Linked DNA regions of Sus scrofa: region 2 is linked to region 1. A link is a contact called in public HiChIP or PLAC-seq data. All regions are on one chromosome and are shown on one strand. The core of a region is the stretch at or near the end of the contact, and the rest is flanking DNA. Distances in the headings are between cores, read along the strand shown. Region 1 has its middle 64 kb from the start of THY1. Region 2 holds the start of LOC106507833 (a long non-coding RNA gene).

Region 1 (7,801 bases), core at 2,852-5,351:
ACTCCTAGAGGGAAACCTAGGCAGAACACTCTTTGACATAAATCACAGCAATATCTTTTCGGATCCACCTCCTAGAGCCATGAAAATAAAAACAAAAGTAAATGACTGGGACCTAATTAAACTTAAAAGCTTTTGCACAGCAAAGGAAACCATAAAAACAATGAAAAGACAACCCACAGAATGGGAGAAAATATTTGCAAATGAAGCAATGAACAAGGGATTAATCTCCAAAATATAAAAAAAAACACATGCAGCTCAATATCAAAAAAACAAACAACTCTATCAAAAAATGAGCAATTCGCAGCTGTGGCTCGGATCCCGAGTTCCTGTCTGTGGCTGTGGTGTAGGCCAGCAGCTGTAGCTCCGATTTGACCCCTAGCCTGGGAATTCCCATATGTCGAGGGTGCAGCCCTAAAAAGGAAAGGGGGGGGGGCAGAAGACCTGAATAGACATTTCTCCGAAGAAGATATACAGATGGCTAAAAACACATGAAAAGATGCTCAACATTGCTAATTATTAGAGAAATGCAAATCAAAACCACTATGAGGTGCCTCCTCATGCCAGTCAGAATGGCCATCATTAATAAGTCCACAAATAACAAATGCTGGAGAGGGTGTGGAGAAAAGGGACCCCTCCTGCACTGCTGGTAGGAATGTAAATTGATACAACCACTATGGAAAATAGCATGGCAGTTCCCTAAAAAACTGAAAACAGAACTACCAGATGATCCAGCAATCCCACTCCTGGGCATATGTCCAGAAAAAAGTCATAATTTGAAAGTATATATACACCCAGTGTTCATTAAAGCACTATTTACAATAGCCAAGACATGGAATCAGCCTAAATGTCCATCAACAGACAAATGGGTAAGGAAGATGTGGTACATATATACGGCGGAATATTACTCGGCCATAAAAAGAATGACATAATGCTATTTGCAGTAATACGGATGGACTTAGAGATTATCATACTGAGTGAAATAAGTCAGACAGAGAAAGACAAACATCATATGATATCACTTATGTGTAGAATCTTTATTTTAAAAAGATGCCAATGAACTTATTTACAGAATAGAAGCAAACTCATAGATAATTTAAGAAAACAAATTTATGGTTACCAAAGAGGACAGGTGAGGGGGGCGGATGAATTGGGGGTTTGGGATTGGCACATGCACACTATTGTGTATGGGAAGGATGGTAAACAGGGACCTGCTGTGTGGCACAGGGAACTATAGGGAACTATACCCAGTATTTTGTGATAACCTATATGGGAAAAGAACCTGGAAAAGAATGGTTATGTGTATGTGTCTAACTGAATCACTCTGTTGTACAGCAGAAATTATCGCAACATTGTAAATCAGTTATACGTCAATAAAACTTTAATGGGGGGGAGGAAGCTCCTGTGTGGCGCAGCGGTAACAAGCCCGACTAGGATCCATGAGGATGTCCGTTCAATCCCTGGCCTCCCCCAGTGGGTTAAGGATCCAGCATTGCCGTGAGCTGTGGTGTAGGTCACAGACACAGCTCGGATCCCACGTTGCTGTGGCTGTGATGTAAGCCAGCAGCTACAGTTGCAATTGAACCCCTAGAGCCTGGGAACTTCCATATGCTGCAAGTGCGGCCCAAAAAAGAGGAAGGAAGGAGGGAAGAGAGAGAGGAGGCAGCACTGACCCCGGTGGGGAGACGGGGTGGTGGACTGCAAGGGCCAGAGCAGGAAGATAGGAGAGCTTCCAAGATATCTTTGCTCCTGGGCCTTGAGGAGCTAAGACTGCAAGGCTCACCCAGCCACAGGTGTAGACATTTCACCTGACATAGTCCACCAACATGGCTCTGGGCGAAAACAGCCTGCACCCTGTTCCATGGGCTCAGCAGGGGACACCCTTCCCAGCTTCATGGGCTTCTCCTGTCCACAAAAAGAGTCTTGGCATCCAGGTGGCTGCACAGTGGAGGAGGGCACACACCTTATGGGAGGCACATGGTGGCTGCATGTGGCACCAGCCAGGTGAGCCTGCCTGTGACTCACAGACACGGGGGATGGGGTGGGGCTCAGCAGTGTCTCCTGGTCCCCGTGGGCTGTGGCAGCTGGGGGAGCCCTCCCACAGCACTTGTCCTCCCAGCTGGAAAGTGCCTGGACAACCTGGGGGACAGAGAGCCAATGGAAGGAGGAGGGAGGGGACCCCTCAGCACTTTCACACACCCATTCACAGTGTCCCGCAGGTATCGACCTCCCCATTCCTCACAGATGAGGGGCCTGGGGCCCAGAGAGGCCAGTGACGTGGCCTGGGTCACCAGCTGGGACCTGAACTCAACTCCTGGGTCGAAAGTCCATGCCTCTTCTCTTGCATCACTTCTAAGTGAGCCGGGATCCTGAGCTGGGACCCAGGTACAATACCCAGCCCTGTCCTGCCCCACCCTGGGCTTCCAGCCTCAGCTCTGGAGCCAACCCTCAGTTCCAAAGCAGTAAGCGGCCTCAGGTCTGAGATGCAAGGGGTCCTGGGCTACGAGATTCCATCAGTGGATTCACCATCAGCTCCTGAGCCCTCCCTCACCCGGCACATCCTCCCACCACCCACACAGCCTCATCACTTCTCAACAGAGCCCCCAGCCCCCAGCGCCATCGGGGGTCATGCGGCCTCCAGTGGCAGGCCTCGGCTTTCAAAGAAGGTCCAAGTGACCCACTAATAAATAAACAAAGGGGGGTGGGCCCCTCGCCCTCAGGCACCAGGGGTCACCCTCCGAGTGTTTCCTTTCCCTCCCCTGGGATATATTTGGGAGCGCCAGGCCCCGACCTCTTGCAAGGCACCAGGGAGGCCCTGGGGACAGCTCCAGGCTGCCGCAAATATACGACAAATGTGAGACTGCGGGAAGGCTGTCCGTCCTGCCGGCCCCATGCCGCACAACCATGCTGAGACATGGCCACTCCCCCAGAGAGGACTCAGGCTACAAGTGCCCCGGCCCCCCACCCCTGGGCTGCCCACAGGGAGCCCCCACCCCTGTGCTGCCAACTCAGAGGACTTGGCAGACAGGCAGCCCTTCCCCGCTGACTCTTCAGGGCCTGTTCCTGGGCCAGAGGCCAGACAGGAGATGGCCTCTGGCACAAAGACCCTGAAAAACCTGGGGGAAGAAAGAACATGACAAGCAGAACAAGGAGGGGTGGAGGAGGTGTTACCATGTGGGTTGTCCACATTCCCCCTCCTCTGGTCCCCGGGGCTTGCTGCTTCCCTGCCTCCCACCCCGACCCCTCTCCAGAACAGCCACACAAGTCAGGGAGATGGAACTGCCAGCAGGTAATGTTAAACCAAGGAGAAGACACTGCCCTGGCACAGAGGAGGGCCCCCAACTCAGACACTGAATCCGGGAGGACTCCCTGAAGGAGTCGGTTTCTAAGGCCTTGGGGGAGAGATGATTTCAAGGAGAAACAGTTTGTGCAAAGGCCCTGAGGCAACAGAAAATGAGGATTGAAGAGAGTGGATAGGCTCTGGGCACAGGCAGCAGCCAAAAGAGCCCCGCTCCATACTGGTGGCCAGCCGCTCGCTCGTTCTGCTTCCTAGACATCCACAGGAATGCGCCCAGCCTCCCGCTGGCCCCATGAGCGTATTTTGGAAAAAATCTCTTGTCACAGTCCCCAGCCCAGCCCGAGGCTCCTTCAAACTCCTGCATCCTCTCTGAGGCCACTGCTGGGTGGAGCCTCAGCCCTCAGCCCTCCAGGAGTTCCTGACTCATCGAGGAAAAAGCTAAAAAGACCAAGAATCACTCCAGCTCTGGGGGGAAGGCAGCCATGACCTCAGCTCCAGGACACAGAGACAGAGGATGGGGGCAGGAAGCAAGGCAGAGACAGAAGAAGATACAGAAATAGAGACCTAGGTGGAGACTGATGGAAAGAGACATGCTGATCACAGACCGCCCAAGGAAGCAGGACAGAGATACACCAGGCAGTGACAGCTAACAGAAGCCAAAAGCAAAGGGACACTCCTAGGTACACAGGACAGGCTGCCAAGGACTATAAAATCAGCTGATCGGCTGATCCAGAGACAGCCTATGGATCTGGGAAGAAATCGGGTGGGGTGCCTTGACTGCACTTGCAAGAGAAGGCCGTGAGGGGGCGATGTTGCTCCAGCCACTGCCCACCAGCCAGCCCGGCAGCCAGCTCCCCGAAAACAAAAGCAGACTCCATCCATCAGAAGCAGCTGCTGTCTGCTCACTGGAAGGTGTAAGAAACTTGGACGGGGGAACCCAGAGCATCCACACTCTAGGCTGGAGACCCCTCCTCATCTCAGCATCTCCTCAATCCTGACCCTGCCCTCCACATTCCCCGTCACCTTCTCATTCTCCATTTCCTGACCCCTGCCTTCGAAGCACAACATGCCTGAGGACAGGGGGGATGCTGGCTAATTTCCCTGTTCTTTCTGGAAAGGACGCAAACAGATGCTTGGTCTGCTGGGTCTGAAGACTGCCCTTGGCTCCTGCCACAGGACTTGGTCCCCTCCTTTACATCTGACCTTCCAGGCTCTTGGTTTCAAAGCATCACTCACGAAGAGACAATGGTCTTGTATCCACGCTTAACACCAGACTGCAGAACAAAAATCACAAGTGCAACTTTGGGGGAGTTCCCGTTGTGGCTCAGCAGGATACCAACATGACCAGTATCCATGAGGACACGGCTTCAATCCCTGGCCTCATTCAGTGGCATACGGTGTTGCCATGAGCTGGGGGCAGATGTGGCTCAGATCCCATATTGCTGTGGCTGTGGTGTAGGCCTGATACAGCTCCAATTCGACCCCTAGCCTGGGAACCTCCATATGCTGCAGAAGCAGCCCTAAGCAAGAAAAAAACCAAAAACAAGTGCAACCTTGGGTTGTATTAACAGAACCAGTTGTCTGGTGGAGGACGGCGGACAGCAGCAATAAAGTCCAGGCCTCTGGTCACATCTTTTGAAGGGTCGTTAATAAACCTATGTAAGCCAGGAGGAAGGCCACTATAGAAACGTGCTACCCACCCAAGATCCATCAAAGAGCACCGACACCAGGTCAAACACTTTATGTAATCATCTCACCTTATCCTACAGCAACTCGCATCATCATATCCATTTTACAGACGAGAAAACTCAAAGTCCTCTTCCAATGACTATCATGCAGGTGTGGATATTTCTCAAAGCTCCGTCTCAGGCCTTTTCTCCTTTGTGCATATTTCCTAAGTGGTCACATTCCTTCCCATTACCTAGACTTAGTTCTCAAATTAAGTCTTTTGCCTAGATATGTCTCCCAAGTTCCAAACCAGTCTAGCCACCTGCCTTCTCCTGATCTCTTCCTGGATGTCTTCAGGGACCTAACATTCTATGTGCCCAGCGCTAACCCCTGATCTTCAGGTGGTGGGTGACCTGGGCACCCAGCACCCCTCAGCCAGTCTGGACCACACCCAGACCCGTCAGCTTCCAGTGGACGCTGCCCCACACTCAAATCCAGGCTCTCCGCCCTGCCCCCCTCCCTGGACCATCATCCTTCACATCCATCCTGTGACCGGTTCCAAGCTGCTCTCTGTTGCTACCCACACCCTCAACACCACAGCCAGAGCAGTCTCGTTGCTTTGCTTTGCTTTTTTTTTTTGGTCTTTTTGCCTTTTCTAGGGCCACTCCCAAGGCATATTGGAGATTCCCAGGCTAGGGGTTTAACCAGAGCTGTAGCCGTCGGCCTACACCAGAGCCACAGCAACATGGGATCCGAGCCGCGTCTGTGACCTACACCATAGCTCACGGCAACACCGGATCCTTAACCCACTGACCGAGGCCAGGGATCAAACCCGCAACCTCAAGTCTTAGTCAGATTCATTAACCACTGAGCTATGACAGGAACTCCTTTTTTTGCTTTTTTGAGCCATACCTATAGCATATGGAAGTTCCCAGGCTAGGGTTCAAATCAGAGCTACAGCTGCCTACAGCTGCCGTCCTATACCCCAGCCACAGTGATGCAGGATCTGAGCCATGTCTGCGACCTACATCACAGCTCACAGCAACACTGGATCCTTAACCCACCGAGCGAAGCCAAGGATAGAACCTGCATCTTTACGAATGCTCGTCGGGTTTGTTACCACTGAGAAACAATGGGAACTCCCAGGACAGTCTTTTGAAAACATAAACAGACTCATGTCATCCCCCCGCCTAAACCCCTCCAGGGCTTTGTATTGTTCTCAGGGCAAAGTTCAAAGTCCTCGCCACAGTCAGTGCAACCCTGATAACCAGCCGCCCTCTCCAGCCTCAGCGATGTCAGACCTGCCCATCACCACCTCTCACTCTCTCCCGCCAGGCAGGCTCCTCCCTCGGAGAAGGCCTTCTCTTCCTTCCTGTCCTGTCCTGAAGCCCCCACAGCTTGAAACACCCTCTGACCCCCTCCTTAGCCTCCGTCAGGATGGCAACATGCTCTCAACACTGACTTCGGTCTCCGTGCCCACCATGCAGAAGAGGGTGCATTCCGAGGGGAGCAGACCGCATCTGTCTTGGTCACGGCTGGACCCCGGCCTCTGTGCGCCTATACGAGGTGCAAGCTGAGTAAATGCTGGTTGAATGAATTCTGCCCTTTGCGTGCCTCCTGGGGTAGCCCAGCCCCTCCTGGGGTAGCCCAGCCCCGCTCGGGACAGAGCTGACACTTCGTCACTTCTTCCTCCCAGTGAGCTGAATTCCTCTCAAGCTCTTGAAACAACTTCCCTGGATGCCCAAGAAGCGATGTCATTTCTCTTGCTGAGTGCAGGCGGGGTGCGGCCTCATGAGGAATGTGTCTAAAGCATGTGCAGGTGGGGCCGGGCCCATAGCTGGTGTTCAGCGAACAGTAGCTGTGATCACCCACTAATGAGGATGACGACAATGATGACAATGACGTTGGGTGATGAATCGCGATTGCCCTGACCCGGTGTCCCCATGGGGAAGGCCTCCTGTAAAGGCTTGAGCGTGTGACACACCCTCACTCGTGGGTCTCTGGTATGTCCCACCCCACCCCCCACCTTGGTCAGGTGAGGAGCCCGCCAAGGGCCGCCCCAGGCTCTGGCCTCTTGCTTCCTCTGTGTCTGCCCAGGGTGCAGGGGGCTCACTGACCAGGTCCTGGCTGAGGTGGTAGAGGACGGCAGCCAGGGCGGATGGAATGTTCCAGGCAGGTGGCTGAGTCCAGGGACCTACAGGAAGCAGGAGAGGCTGGAGTGACAGCATCTGGAGAGGGTGGGTCTGGCCGTTTGCATTTTTCCCTGACAGCAATGGGAGGCTGGGTTTTCAGCAGGGAGAGCTGTGATCAGAAGGAGATGGGGGGAGCTACTGTTATGGCTCAGTGGTAACGAACCAGACTAGTATTCATGAGGATTCGGGTTTGATCCCTGGCCTCTCAGTGGGTCGGGTATCCGGCGTTGCCATGAGTTGTAGTGTAAGTTGCAGATGTGGCTTGGATCCCAAGTTGCTGTGGCTGCGGTGTAGGTCGGCGGCTGTAGCTCCAGTTCGATCCCTAGCCTGAGAACATCCATATGCCTCGGGTGCAGCCCTGAAAAGACAAAAAGAAAAAAGGAAGCAGATGAGGGAAGTCGAGATGAGGCAGGGCAGTGCCAGGGGAGAGAGCACCAGGTGAGGAGGCTCGCAGGAGGTGGACAAGGTGAGCTGGAAATGACAAGTGGCTCAGGGGCTGCGAGACCCATGATGGATGGAAGGTGGGTGAGCCAAAGGGGAGGCAGCAGAGGTGATGCCTAGAAAGATGGCTGCTGAGATGAAAGAAGGCTGGGAAAGGACAGTTTGGAAAAGAACACGAGGGGTTGGTTTTGCACCCACTGGGTAT
Region 2 (7,801 bases), core at 3,579-6,078, 640 kb before region 1:
CCTCCCACCCAACCACATGGGAAAATCCTCAGCTAGCCCTCCCAGTCCTGTGAATGAGGCCACGAGTCAAAGGCAGTGGGCAAGAAGGAGGCCACCCAGAGCAGCCCGAGAAAGAACTGGCCCTTTGTGCTGGCCTGGGGTCCTTGGGGGATGAGTGCATTTTTGGCGTATTTAGAAAGATTTCTTTTCTTTTTTTTTTTTTTTTTAATAATGAGTAGCAGAGGGGGAGAGGGGAGGGAGGGAGAGACAGAGAGGCCAAAGGCAGGACTTGGGAAAAGAGGAGAGAGGAGGAGAGCTGAGGGCTGGGGAGGGAGGTGGCAAGAGCTTGTGGAGAAACGTAAAAGGAGGCGAGGCTGGAAAAACGGGAGAGACAGGACCAGCGGGCAAGTCTTAGAAGGGATGGAAATTGCGATGTCGCCTGAATGGAGGGCTTTTGCATTTGGAGGCAAAGGGGGGGAGGAAATGAAGGTGCTGAGAACGGATTTTACCTCCATTTTACACGTGGGAAAAACAGGCCTGGAAAGGGATGCCGGAGCTGAGGGCCAAGTGGACCAGCCTTCGCCCTGCCCTGGGCATCGTGCTGAGGGCTTCCCCAGCAGAGCCCTTTCACCCCCACGGTGATCACATGAGGCTCACAGTCTGTCATCCCAATTTTGCAGGCTGCAAGGAACCGTGAGAAGTCAGGCACCATACTGATACCTAATGTGATGTCAGCCAGCTGAGAACAGGTGGCCTGGTGCCCAGCCTGCAGAGCTCATGGGCGCCTCCTGCTGCTCGGTGGGGCTTGGTGCAACCAGGGGAGACAGAGGCACAAAAGCTGCAGGTGAGCATACACGGGAGACACTTTCAGGCTTGAGAGGGTATCTATATTCTAGCTGTAAACCCCTGCCTGTGCTTCCTCAGGGTTGGGTCAGAAGGTTCCAGGCAGCCTTAGACACGATGTACCATCCCCCTCCTGCCTGTAGCCTGTCCCCACCATCTGACTCCTTTAGAGAAAAGACTTCCTACCTTCCTTCATTCTTTTTTTGATTTTTAGGGCCACACCTGCAAGCATATGGAAGTTCCCAAGCTACAAGTCTAATACAAGCCTACACCACAGCCATGGCAATGCCAGATCCGAGCCACGTTCTGTGACCTACACAACAGCTCATGACAATGCCGGATCCTTAACCCACCGAGAGAGGCCAGGGATAGAGCCCTCATTCTCACGGATACTAGTTGGGCTCATTACCACTGAGCCACAGTGGGAACTCCCTGTTTTTCTCTTTCTTCAAACGCTCTGTGCCCTCAGGGGTCTAGGAAACACCCTTCCTCCTTAGCTCTTTGAAGAGCAAAGTCCTGAGGCCTCCTGGCTGGTGACTCTGTCCTCTCACACCCATGTTTTCCACTTGGCACGTGTCTCGTTGCCAGTCCTCGCTCACACATTGTTTTCCCCAGGGACTGCCTTTACTGAAAGCCTGACGCCTGGCCCTGCGCCGGACACAGCTGAGGGACGGTGCGGGCATTCCATAAATGCTCTGGGTTCTGCATTCACACACATTTCCAGGGCATCCACTCTCAGCCTGGAGCATGCAAGGAGCTGGGGAACACGACATATAGTCCCTGTTCCAGGGGCGCCAGACAGAGCTGGGAGAGAGATGGGTGAATCAGGAATTACAAGCCTGGTGATAGAGATGATGGCAAAGGCCACAGTGGGTGAGGAGCTTGGGATGGGGGTGGGGTGGCAAGTCCCTGAGGGCTTCCTGGAGGAGGTGTGGGTCGAGTCTTGAAGAAAAGCCATCCTCAACGCCATCACATTCTGGAGGATTCTGGTTTTCTTTTCCCCTTTTCCCACTCTTACCATCTATTTAAAAACAAAATAGCAATAGTTCATTTATTTGTTAATTCTTTTGAAAAATGCTTACTGCCTGCAGGCGGGTGTCAGGCACTGTGTTAGTGTGGGGAATTTGGCAATGATTAAGACCTAGTCACTGCCCATCCAGAAGCTCCAGACAAGTGAGAGCTGACAAACGGCCGGCAGTGAGCTCCACGGAGACCACTGCTGAGTCCGAGCCAGGGCGGCCCTCTCACGCCACCCTCCTTCCCACTGCCATTTCCCGTGGCTGGTGGCCTGCCCAAGGTCACAGGCCACGTTAGTAGGGGATCTTTGACCCGTCCTCAGGTCTCAGGGTCCAAACCCCAGTTCTCAGCTCTTATCAGCAGGAGGAAGAGGCTGAAACTAGGCTTGTGTCGGGGTTGGGGCGGGGAAGGTACTGGATCTCCCCTGAAAAAGTGGAACAGGGCCCCCTCCTGGGCTACCTGCGGAAGGTCTGGCGCTGGGTGTGAGAGGGGCTGGGGAGGCAAAGGCTGTGGGGGTACTCTGTCCCCTGGGGCATGGCTGAGTAGCCCAGCTGGCCCGTCAGGGTGCCCCTCCTTCACCTCCTGTCACCTCCACGTCTTCCCGCCCCTCCTCCCTCCTCTCCATCTTCCACCCATCCCTCCTTCTCTCCCTCCCTTCCCCCACTTTCCCTCCCCCCCTTCTTTTCTCCACCCACCTCCCCTTCCTCCTCCTCTTTCTGCTTTTCTCCTTCGAACTAATTGCTTAAGGGTGAAGACCAGGTTGACTTGCGAAAACTCTGATCCATCGCCATGGTGATGCTAATTCAAGCTGAGTTCAAAGGAAATTGTTCCAGTTAAAACTAACAAGCTGGAGCTGGGGCCCCAGGAAGGACCGGTGCCAGGAGGCGTGAGCCCCGGGCCCAGAGAAATAGGAAAAACAAACCGGTCATTGGCTCCTCACACTCCAGCTCTGTTCCGTTCTGCACCCCCAGCTAAGAGGAAGCCTAGGCACGCCTTGCAGGGAGCCCCCTCTGCCTCCGGCCAGGCTCCCTCCAAACCACCTCAGACAACCCAACCCAGGGCACTGAAACCTCCCCCGAAAGCCTACGTGTTCGTTCTCACCTTGTGTTTATGGGGTTTACCCGTCCTTGCTTCTGAGGAGTTCCCACAGTTCTCAGGATGCTCTCCTTCGCTTGGTCATAAGCGTGCATTTGAAAGCAGCGAGTTCCCTTCGTGGCGCAGTGGTTAGCGAATCCGACTAGGAACCATGAGGTTGCGGGTTCGATCCCTGCCTTTGCTCAGTGGGTTAACGATCCGGTGTTGCCGTGAGCTGTGGTGTAGGTTGCAGACGCGGCTCGGATCCCGCGTTGCTGTGGCTCTGGTGTAGGCCGGTGGCTACAGCTCCGATTCAACCCCTAGCCTGGGAACCTCCATATGCCATGGGAGTGGCCCAAAGATAAGAGCAAAAAGACAAAAAAAAAAAAAAAAAAAGCAGCCAGTACTCCTGAAGTGCCTGCTTTCACAACCCACTGGCTACTGGTGCTATTATCACCCCTACTTTTCAGGTTTCCAGGCAGGAGAAAGCTCCTGGGGGAAGCACCTGCTTGATCTGAGCTTGGCCAGGTCTGGCTAGTTCAAGGAATGGGCCTTGAACTGGGGGGAGATGCCTCACCAGTGGACGGGGGGAGGGCTCGATTCCCAAGTACAGGCGAGCAGCCTCTGTGCTTGGAACTGACCAACTCCCCTCCCACCCCTGGGCACCCACAGTGCGTTGTCTGGACTTCCCTCCATCTCAGCTCACCTCCCTCTCAGTCTGGGTGACTCTGAGGGCAGGGATCATGTTTTATTTGTCTGGGACACACCAGGACTAAACCAGGCCCGGGCCGGGCTCACCGTCGTCTAGCTGTCGGAATGCTGAATGGGAGCCCGAGCCCCCTGGGAGGGGGAAGCTGAGGTTCGTCAGGGGAAGAAGTTTGGGTTTGGGGTGCACCATCTCACAGAGGCCAGCTGAGGGCCAGCGGGAGGACGTGGTATTTCCAGTCCACTGGCAGAGGCCAGCCCGGACCGGGAGCCCTTCCCGTGGCAGCCCTCACCTCTCCACTTGGACCTTCCAGAAGACCTCACTCTCTTGCTCAAACTCCGGTTCTTTTTAATTTTAATTTTAATTTTATTTTTTGTCTTTTTGTCCTTTTAGGCCGCACCCATGGCATATGGAGATTCCCAGGCCAGGGGTCTTATTGGAGCTGTAGCCTCCGGCCTACACCACAGCCACAACAGCACCAGATCCGAGCCGCATCTGCGACCTGTACCACAGCTCATGACAACACCAGATCCTTAACCCACCAATCGAGGCCAAGGATCAAACCCACAACTTCATGGTTCCTAGTTGGATTCATTTCCACTGTGCCACGAAGGGAACTTCCGCTTCTTTTTCTTAAACCTGAAATATCCAGTGATCTTTCCAGTTTCAGAAGATGTACTAGTTGAGCAGTTGAAAAAATCCCTCAAGGCTGCGCTCGGGCCAATGTTCCTATCACAGCCCTGCTAATACAAAGCACAGGGCAGGGAAGGTCCTAGGAGAGGCTCGCATTCAAAGGAATGAGTAACCGGGGTCTGGCTGGCCTCTGGGGGCAGGACGCTGGGAGCCAGAAGGCTTCAGATCTGCTCTCTCCTCAGATGTGCCGTGAGACCTTGGGAAAGCTCCTGGTTCTTTGTTCCTCTTTCTTCAGGTGTAACAAACGACGACGCTCATCACTGAGCCGCCTCATTCTCCCAACGTGGTGACAGCACGTCATGGAGCTGTAGACACATGGAAGCATCCCCACCAGCATCACAACCGGGGTGCCTGCCCTCCCCTCCCAATGAGCTGAGGCTCACGCCTGGCCTGTGTCCTGCACACACTCTCTGGGAACACCCCACCCCTCAACTCCAAGCTGTCCTGAAAGGGGAGTTTGGTGTCTCTGGATTACAGAGGCAAAATCCAGCCAGGATGGAGGAAGTGACTCAGCACGGGGGCTGGGGAAGGCCCAGGGCCAGGCCTCCCACTCCCAGGACAACTTGCACTGTGCTTTGTACTCAACCCAGTGCCTTTCATCCCAGCATCTCAAAGCCCCTTTCAAGCTGTAGCAGTCCTGGCAGTTGGGTCATGATCTCTATTAACAGGAGAAAGCTGGAGCCCAAGCCTGGAGGAGGCAACTTTCCTCTGAATGAGGCCTTGACTCTTGGTGGTACCCGGGGACCCAGGATCTGCTAACTCCTCCCTCTGCCTTTCTAGGCTTGGATGAGGCAGCTTGCCTGCTTGCTGACTTAGGGTGGGGAAAGGCTGAGCAGTTGATCTCAGCGGGCTGGGATCGAGAGGGAGTGTGAGGGTGGGGTGTCGTGGGGAAGTTGGGGGCAGAGGAAAATCCAGATGTTGCCCAAGGAAGAAGGGTGGGGTTGGGGAAGTTCCATTTGAATGAGGAAGAAGAGGGGGGCCAGCTCCCTGGAAGAAGATTGCCCGCCCCTGGTCTGATGCTCCAGCTCCAGGATCAAAGCTGCCTTGGGCACCATCCCCTGGGAACAGTGTAACAGTGCTGGGCCCACTAACCCCGAGCTGCTCCAAGGCCTTGGTTTCCCACCTACCCAGCCCACTGCCCCCACTTGTTTCTGTTCCATCCCGATTGTGCCTCCAGCTTGGGTTGCTGACTTAGGCCACTGGGTTGATGACCCAGGATGCCTGTGGCTGCAGACCCTCCAAAGCATTGATGCCAAGCTTCTCTGCTACTTTTTGCCTTCCTGGCCTCAGCCACCACCTCCATCTCCCCTTGTCCTTGAACATGGCCCTGGACTCAGCCATGAATATCTGCTCAATAACCTCCATATCTGACTCTTGGTCTTGCCCTTGGCCTTGGTGCAGGCCAGCAGAGTGACTGCAGTGGGCCTGGCACTTTCCCCGTCTGGACCCTGGACCTTTGTCTTTTTCTTTTTTTCTGGGTTTTTTGTTTGTTTGTTGCTTTTTAGGGCTGCATGTGAGGCACATGGAAGTTCTCAGACCGGGGGCTGAATCAGAGCTGCAGCTGCTGGCTGCGCTACAGCTACAGCAGTGCAGGATCTGAGCCGCGTCTGAGACCTATACCACAGCTCACCGCAACACCGGATCCTTAACCTGCTGAACAAGGCCAGGGATCAAACCCGAATCCTCATGGACACTAGCTGGTTTTGTTACTGCTGAGCCACAACAGGAGCTCCCCTTTATTTTTTTAATTTAAAAAAAAATAATAAAAATTATTATTGCTTTTTAGGGCTGCATGTGTGTGTGACATATGGCAGTTCCCAGGCTAGGGGTGGAATTGGAGTTGCAGCTGCCAGCCTGCACCACAGCCCTAGCAAAACACCTGGACCTTTTTCAAATTTCCACTCCAGGTGGACCCTTCCAAGCCCTGCCATCAGCTTCCCTACTTGGGAGCCCTCTTCCTCTAGGCTTCTGCCTCTGAAGTGTGCCTCAGAGAGGCCCAGCTGGGGCCGGGTTGAGCCTCCGTGGTGGGCTGGCTTTGCTTCTGGCCCAGGAGCTGGGAGTGGGGGAGGAGGAAGCCTGGCTGAAGACAGGCAGCTGGAAGACTCTCCTCACCAAGTCTGGAGGACCCATGAGGGTGGCGATGGATGGAAAGGACTCTGAACCGGGCGGGGAGCTGGGCTTGGTATCAAAATCGTAAGGAGAAAAGAATTTGAACTTTCTTTGGGGGTTTGTGAATTCTGGAGAATAACTTTCTTCAATCTGACGTCTTCAATCCTTATCCGAGGCTCTCAAATGCCTTTCCATTCTGGCCTCCGGACCCCCTCTGCTCTGAGTCCACTATCGCCCTCTCCTTTAGCCCTGGACTCAATGTTTTTCTGGAGATTATTGCAGTCTTTGGATGCAGATGAAAAAAAAACCAGAGACTTAGACCTGGTGGTTTACTCACAGACGCACAGCCAGTCACGTTCAAGCTGGGAGACCGCCCGGGTCCACCTCCCTCCCAAGCTGTGCTCCTTCCATTACACCCTCATCCAGATGTGTGTGTGTGTGTGTGTGTGTGTGTGTGTGTGTGTGTGCTTTCCCAGAAGTCCTCAGAAAATTGTTTACTGGCCTCTCTTCTCGCACCCCCCTTCCTTCCCCCCCCCCCGCCCCGTCTGTCTCTTCTCTCCCCGCTCTGGATGATGTAACGTAATGGGTTGTCTTTGTGTATGACATGTCCCCTCCCACCCCAGGCCTCCGAGGATCGGAAAGGCTGGCACTGGTCTCTCTGCCTCTTCGGGACACCTAGCATCCAGCCCTGTCTCAGGAAGAGGTTTTGTAACTCTTCCCCAGCACAGCAGCCGTCTTGGTACCCATCTTGGATTCTAGGTGGAAATATGAAATGTTTTTAAAAAGGTAATGTGGAGGAAGCAGGAAGGTCAAGGGACCTGTGTGTCTAGGTTTGACTTGGCCTTTTACAGACTGTATGACCTCGAGCACCAGCACTTCAGTTTCCTTCCCTGTATGAGGGGGGTCCTGTCAGGCTCCCATGAGCTGGATTGAAGACGTGCTGCGCATGTACGTGCTTGGTACACTGGAAAGGGTCCAGTCTTCCACGAACATCAACCGGGGGAATCAGGGGTGTTTGGACTTGCTTCCCCCTAGCATTCTGACAGTGACAGCAGGAGAACAGCATCCTCTCCACACCCCTGTCAAAGATAAGATCTAGTTGGAAGGACAATTCTTTTTTTTTTTTTTTTCTTTTTAGGGCCACACCCACATGGAAGTTCCTAGGCTAGGGGTTGAATTGGAGCTGCAGCTGGCAGCCTGCACCACAGCCACAGCAATGCGGGATCCGAGCTACATCTGCGACCTACACCACAGCTCATGGCAACGCCAGATCCTTAACCCACTGAGCGAGGCCAGGGATGGAATCTTCATCCTCATAGATACTACTCAGACTCGCTACTAGTGCTAGATGGATGAGTCTTGACATAAGCCTTATTATGG

What was found. HiChIP or PLAC-seq counts read pairs in DNA pulled down with a chosen protein or histone mark.
Region 2: an H3K27ac HiChIP or PLAC-seq map of skeletal muscle shows a contact between it and region 1, with 6 times the contacts expected there. The contact joins two enhancer-like sites. A contact is called at or near these places in 1 of 47 Hi-C or Micro-C datasets (embryonic fibroblasts) and 1 of 2 datasets of contacts at active chromatin or transcription factors (skeletal muscle).

Annotation. Positions count from the first base shown.
Region 1 is chr9:46,669,716-46,677,516 of Sscrofa11.1, reverse strand. It overlaps a transcript of LOC102161637 not described here. Among named protein-coding and RNA genes, the nearest start is that of THY1, 64 kb to the right of the region's middle. Within about 2 kb of position 4,101, at least 21 of the 83 cell types and tissues checked have an H3K27ac peak or open chromatin away from gene starts, as enhancers often do. A contact at or near this core is called in skeletal muscle, where this site is marked.
Region 2 is chr9:47,312,603-47,320,403 of Sscrofa11.1, reverse strand. It overlaps LOC106507833 (a long non-coding RNA gene), which reads right to left and starts at 166. Exons shown (of 3, transcript XR_001304125.2): 1 at 1-166. Within about 2 kb of position 4,828, at least 33 of the 83 cell types and tissues checked have an H3K27ac peak or open chromatin away from gene starts, as enhancers often do. A contact at or near this core is called in skeletal muscle, where this site is marked.